Linked DNA regions of Ovis aries: region 1 is linked to region 2. The links are chromatin contacts, called in public Hi-C maps. All regions are on one chromosome and are shown on one strand. Each heading gives the region's core, a stretch centred on a gene start, on an enhancer-like site or on the middle of the called end of the contact. The rest is flanking DNA. Distances are from core to core; before and after follow the strand shown. Region 1 holds the start of MDH2 (malate dehydrogenase 2). Region 2 holds the start of RHBDD2 (rhomboid domain containing 2).

Region 1 (3,291 bases), core at 114-2,613, 130 kb before region 2:
ATCCAAAGCCTTGGTTTTCTCCATGTTCCTTCTTGTCTCAATACCCTTCATGAAATCATACCAGCAAATATTGGTCTTTTCCTCAGTTAGTTCCCTTCCCCTACTCCTCAGTGTCACTCTTCAACACTCCCACTGGTCCTAGGGGTCCTAAGTTTACTCACTTTTGGCATAAGTGCTGCTTCTCACTCATCCTGGTATCACCTGCAGCACCCAACACAGTTCTGGGCAAGCAGATATTCAAAGGCACTTATGTGTATATTTATTTTCCAAATGAACTGAACACACAAGAGACTGGTCTGAAAGGCAGAGGCTAAGAAATGCAGAACCTCATTTAACAATCACCTCCCTTTTAGGGCAAGGTACTTAAGAGGCGAGGTGGGTATTCCAGGGTTCTCATACTTGGGTTGTATTAGAATCACCTGGGGCTCTTGGTAAAAGCAGAGGCCCAGCGGGTCCTATCTCCTTCACTGACCCTCTGTCTTTGATCTTTATCAGTATTCTGGTGATTCTGATACACACCAGAGTTTAGGAATCGCTGCCCGAGTCGGCTAAAAATAGCTTAGGCTTAAGTAGTTTCAGGCCAAGCCAGGCCCAGGCGGTCCACCGCAGGCAGCAGCCTTCAAAAGGTCCTTAAGAGGAAGCAGAGTCTTCGGGTTCTTAGAGGGAAGGCTTGGTGATCCAAAAAGAAAAAATTGCAGCGGCCAGCAGAGGGGAATTTTAATCCTCTGGCCAAAAGACTGTGTAACCTGGGACCAGTGTTTTACCCTGGGTAGTTCTCTCTGCACTATGAAGTTAAAAATTACACAACGCTTGTACGGAAGCTGCAACAACAAGGTTAGTCTCTCAAAATACCACGGAAGGTAAGTTACTTTAGGCCCTACAGCCCTGGCTTCTCAAGCTTGAAGGAGCACAGGTCAAGAGCAGACTCTGGGGGTGAACTGGCAGGCTCGGAGAAGCGGCCCGGTACTGGAGCTGGGCTATTTCCCGCCTCCCTGCCTCCGGGACTTTCTCCCCGCACCTCCCGCCCAGTATCAGGGCCGACCCAGCCGACACAACTGCGGGTCTGCACCAGGCGGCCCTGCGGTCCAAGCTGATTGACCCGGGGTCAAGGCTGCTCGCGAGCCAGGAACACACGTGGCCTAGGCCGGAGAGCCTCCACCTGCAGGCTGCCCCTCGCAGGGCCTACCTGGGCCGAGGTGCTGAAGCTGCGGCGGAGAGCGGCGCCGGCAGGCCGGGCGAGGGCGGAAAGCATGGCTGGGGCGGGCGGGGCGCAGACAGGCTGGCAGAGGAGCTGTCAGCAGACAAGTGACTCCAACGACCTCCACACTGCACAGGACCTCCCGGCTCTGCTCCGCCTTGTCTCGCGAGAGCGGCGCTGCTTCCGGCGCCCCCACTTCCCAGCTCTCGCGGTATCTCTGCCACATCCGGGCTTTCTAGGAGGCCCGCAGAAGGGTGCTTCTCGGAGCGCATTCTTGGGCTGGGTCATAGCGCTGGTTGTGTTGCGCGCCGACTGTGAGGCAGACGCGGTCAGAGTGGGAGGGAGAGTCCGCACTCGAGAGGTGGAAGAAGACGGGCTGTAGGCTTGGAAAGCCTTAGAGGAGCCATTTTGCAGGTGGGGCCCCAGACAAAGGCTCTGACGGGGCGACCGGCCGAGGTCAGGTCGGAGGTCCGACGGAATGGGTGCGATCCGAGCCGTCCTTCCCCTCCGCCAGCTCAGCCAAACCCACCCATCTTGCCCCTGGGGACTGGAGGGGCTCCGAACTATGGAAAGCTCTGGAAAAGAAACGGGGGAGGGGAGGTTGAGAGCCCCGGGATTGAGGTGGACGATGGGGGCTCCTCTAATCTGTCGGTCCTGTGCACCACCCCTGATCACACACAGTCCGTCCACTTGTCGTTCCTCCTGATGCCCAGGACCTTCTATTAAGTTTACAAAGCTTTAGGGACACCACTCCCGAGAATGACAGACCCTGAGCACTGACTCATCGCTAGAGTTTATTAGATGCGGTAACAGATATCCAGGTGATAAAACTTGCAAAGTCACGCCGTCCCTTCACCTCTGGTCGGCCCAGCAATGCTGTCAACCTGGCCACATCGTTTAAGCTTTAGGAGCCAAGAAACCGTGTTGAGCACAGTTAAAAGTGGATTTGTTCAGAGTCCACCACAGAGAAAGTGAAGACATGGTTTTTGCTCACTGGAAGCTTACCATTCAAATGTATCAGTATACTTAGAAGCTTCATTTGCCCTGCTGCTATTTTCTGGGGGGTGCAGAGACCTCCTTGCCCTCCAAAAGTTCAGGGTCAAGTGAGGCAGGTCATTGTGTTGCAGGCTGTTACCTTGGAGAAGTGTGCAAACCCAGTGAGGGGGAAGATGACCCCCACCTACTTGGGGACGGGTAAGCAGGAGGTGAAAAAGAACAGCTAGCCCCAGTACTGACAAACATATAAGTAGGAGGGCACGTGTGATGGCGGGCCTTCTCTTTCCTGCCTCCTTTCCATTTGTTCATTGAGCTGCTAAGACCACTTGCTTCACAGGTGAGCGAGGATCCACACATTTTCTGCCCTTAAGGAGCTCACAGTCTAGTGAGAGAGACAGGTGCATTGCAAGCAGCATGATATGGGCAACACTAGAGAATTATGAGGGGCTGTGGGAACATGAAGTGTAGGTTAAGGGAGTCAGAGAAAGCGAGGTTTGGAGAAAGAATGAGACCTATACTTTACAGGAACAGATCACCTTTAATGAGGCGAGAAGGGGTAGCAGTCGGATGAGTGAGCTGCTGCGCTAAGCTGAGAAAAGAGGAGGTATACAGGCAACATAGAACTTTTAACAACGGGGCAAGGAATTCCTGAGACCGGCTGGAGACTGGGACCAGCTGGAAGCTGGACGTAATCACTCTTAATGTCCATTCCTTCCTTCAGGGGGCGAGAGGGGGGCTCCAGGGAGTTCTTTGTCCTGTATAGAATGGTGAGGAAGACCCCACCATTGGAGGGGAGTTTTAACTCCAGGCCATTTTGAGCCGTGTAGCTTTCCTTCACAAAGGAGGTCTATCTAACTCAGATTTGGGGTGGAGGTGGGGGCCATGTGAGAGAGGACTTTGGAGGATGAAACATCTAAGCTGAGATGTAAAGAAAGAACAAGAGTGAGGCCGTTCAGCGCCACAGGAGGGAGAGATCCTTGCACGTGGGCTTTGGAGTTCCCAGAGGAGGGGCACTGGGAGTTGGGCGTTTAACAGTAGAAAGTGTTCAGATGGGAAAGAAAGGGAAGAGAGCCCAACGGAAAACCTGGAGGAGGGGA
Region 2 (3,015 bases), core at 336-2,835:
TCACGTCTAGACTGGCTTGAGTTCAGTCCAGACACAGGGCCCTGTCGGCTTCAATGTTCTTATTGTAAAATAAAATGGATACACTCGAGGCCCTCAAAGGTCTCTTACGTGTCTAATACTCACATTGTCCATGAATCCCACACTCAAGAGAAGCCGCAAAGTAAAGGAAAAAAAAAAGGGAGCTCAGTTTAGGCTGGCATTTTGCATCTGTCTCTGAAGACAGACATGCTGTGTATATCCAGGGTGAGGGTGAGGGTGAGGGGGACCGCTTTTAGATTTGAGCAGGGAGGCAGGCTAAGAACCATATACCTCAGTCAGGCCATCTCTGTAAGGCTTCATTATCTGAAGAGTACCGTCATTACTTGTTGAGTACTTCCAACACTGAAATCCCAAGGGTACATGTGAAAATTCTAGAAGCAATTCTATATAATTTGGGGATTAGAAAGCCTAAGGTTCCAGTTCCAAAACGTCACACGATGCAAAGAACAATACGGGTTCCTGTGTCAATCGTATGACTCAAAGCTCCATGAGTCTTCCCTTTAAGCCTCAGTTTCATCTAAAGAATGGACAACAATAAAGCTCATGGGCAATAAAGCCTACAGTGATAATACGTCATGGGATCACCGTGAGAATGAAAAGGGATTAATGCCTGTGAAAGTGCTTTGCAAAACAACAAAAGTCATACAAATCTCCCATTTTCCTCCCCAGAAAAGAATGGGGAAGAAACAGAGACTAAGAACATCTTTTATGAGCAGATATTTATAATTAATTGGTCTGCAAAATCTCTCCATCTCCCCAAGAAAACCAACACCTCTCCAAAAGGTACAAGACACTCCGCTCCCGCTATAAGCTGGGAATCGGAGTCAGGATTAAGATAAAAACGAAGATGCAGAAGAAATTCTAAACCCTAGGAGGCCAGGATGCTTACAGAGGTGGCCACAGATACAGCTCGAGTGTCTTGAGAAGGTGAAAAAAAAATTTTTTTTTTCCAGTAGGGGGCTGGGCCCTAAAACAGACGTAGGAAAAAATAAATAAATAAAACAGACGTAGGTGTGATTGCGACAAGGCAGAGAAAAATCCTCCTCGGCGAGCAAGCAGGGTGGAATGAAACCTAATTACTACAAATGGATATGGGAGCCTTGACCAGTACGATGGCGACAAGGACCGGAACAAATCTGGGTAGGGAAGGGTTACAAGGGATGACCAAGATGAGGCTCTGCACAAAGACGTGGAATATGGGGCTGGTCCTCCAGGTGGGGAGAATGATGCGGACGGAGATGGGGTGGCGTGGGTGCTGGGAGGCCGGAGCCCAGGGCCTGGCGAGGTCGGAGGAAAAAGGACTGGCACCCGGGACCCGGCCCCGCCCTGCTCACCTTGCCAGTTGTGCAGGGCCTCGGACCGCAGCGAGAGACCCGAGGGCGCCAGGGGCTGCTGCAGCAGGAACAGACGGGGCCCGGATACCAGCAGCGAGAGCAGCGCGGTGAAGAAGGTGGCGGATGGCACCTCGGGCCGCAAGGACCAGCTTCGGTACCCGGGCTCCGAGACCGCCATGGCCGCCAATGCTCCCGCTTACCTACGCAGCTCTGGCTGGTCTTCGGCTCCTTCCGTCTCCCTGCGGCTGTCACCCCTGGCAACAGCGGCGGAGGTGGCCGGAAGCCCCGCCTCCCAGAGGCCCCGCCCCGTGCGCCGTTACCCAATCCAGTAACTCGCGCTGGCATGCCTCCCACGCGCGTGGGCCGTAGGGAGTCCAGCCAGTGAACTCTGGCTGCAGCACCCTTGGGATCCGCTACGAGTCCCGTGTGGGAGCCGGTTGGGGAGCGCCGGGCGGGGCGGCTCGAATTTTGGATTTCGTCATCTCAGCTCTAACTACCTAATGAATAATGTGCCTTGCAGTTTGCAGACCCATCTCTCTCTCTCTCTCTCACACACACAGCCTCCATTATCTGTGTTTACCTTCATTAATACCAGTGAAGACACTAGGGTCTGGGTAATGCAGTTAGATGGCAAAGACAATTAGAACGCAGGTTCCCGCCGTTGCTATGGCCTGGAATTGGCTACTGGCAAAGGGTTTGGGAGCAGGAGGAGAAGGGGACGACAGAGGATGAGATGGCTGGATGGCATCACCGACTCGATGGACATGAGCTTGAGTGAACTCCGGGAGTTGGTGATGGACAGGGAGGCCTGGTGTGCTGCGATTCATGGGGTCGCAAAGAATCGGACACGATTGAGCGACTGAACTGAAGTGAACTGAACTGAAAGGCAGGTTTTGGTGCCTGGATTAAAGTAACAGGGTAGGAAAGGAAGGAGGACTTCCACGGAAGGCCCTGAAGTGTTGTCCAGTCGCTAAATTGTATCCGACAATGACTGACTCTTTGCGACCCGGTGGATTGCAGCACGCCAGGCTTCCTTGTCCTTCGCTATCTCCTGGAGTTTGTTCAGATTCATATGCATTGAGACAGTGATGTTATCTAAGCATCTCATCCCCTGCCGCCCTCTTCTCCTTTTGCCTTCCATCTTTTCCAGCATCAGGATCTTTCCCAATGACCTGAAGTATTAGGGATGTAGTATAACAATAATAATAATCAAGGTCTGTTTTAGCCCTTAAAGTCTGAAAAGCACCTTCACCAGAGAAGAAAAGCACCTTCACCTTCACCAGTTGTTTAGACAACTGAACTATTGTTTCCTCAATTACAGATGCTCCAAACTAGGACTAGGATCTGAATCCTTGTTTGCTAAGTGCTAACTTTCTTCCCTTTTCACTATTTCCCTCCAATATCCTGCCTACTGCTACATGTATATAAATTTGACTACTGAGAAATGAACAAATGTTTCATTCTCTGTGCTGGACTTTCAGATTGGTTCCCAGACCTAGTCTGCCCCCCTGTCAATGGTTCTGGCAATGTCTGTGTTCCCATAAACCTCAGGAAGGGAACCTGAGATTCTTTTCATTATTTGTGTTTAGTACTCAAAAATAACTGTAGTTTTGCGGCTATAAATATACAGCCATGGAACATA

The links. Hi-C and Micro-C count contacts between places; a contact is called where the count stands out from the background.
Region 1: a contact with region 2 is called in a Hi-C map of liver, with 3 times the contacts expected there. The contact joins the promoter of MDH2 here to the promoter of RHBDD2 in region 2. A contact is called at or near these places in 13 of 16 Hi-C or Micro-C datasets (blood, hypothalamus, liver and 5 more).

The regions. Positions count from the first base shown.
Region 1 is chr24:34,696,192-34,699,482 of ARS-UI_Ramb_v3.0, reverse strand. MDH2 (malate dehydrogenase 2) reads right to left here and starts at 1,363. Exons shown (of 9, transcript XM_004021260.5): 1 at 1,187-1,363. The coding sequence starts at 1,252. STYXL1 (serine/threonine/tyrosine interacting like 1) reads left to right here and starts at 598. Exons shown (of 7, transcript XM_060405976.1): 1 at 598-834.
Region 2 is chr24:34,565,181-34,568,195 of ARS-UI_Ramb_v3.0, reverse strand. It overlaps RHBDD2 (rhomboid domain containing 2), which reads right to left and starts at 1,585. Exons shown (of 4, transcript XM_004020978.5): 1 at 1,374-1,585. The coding sequence starts at 1,551.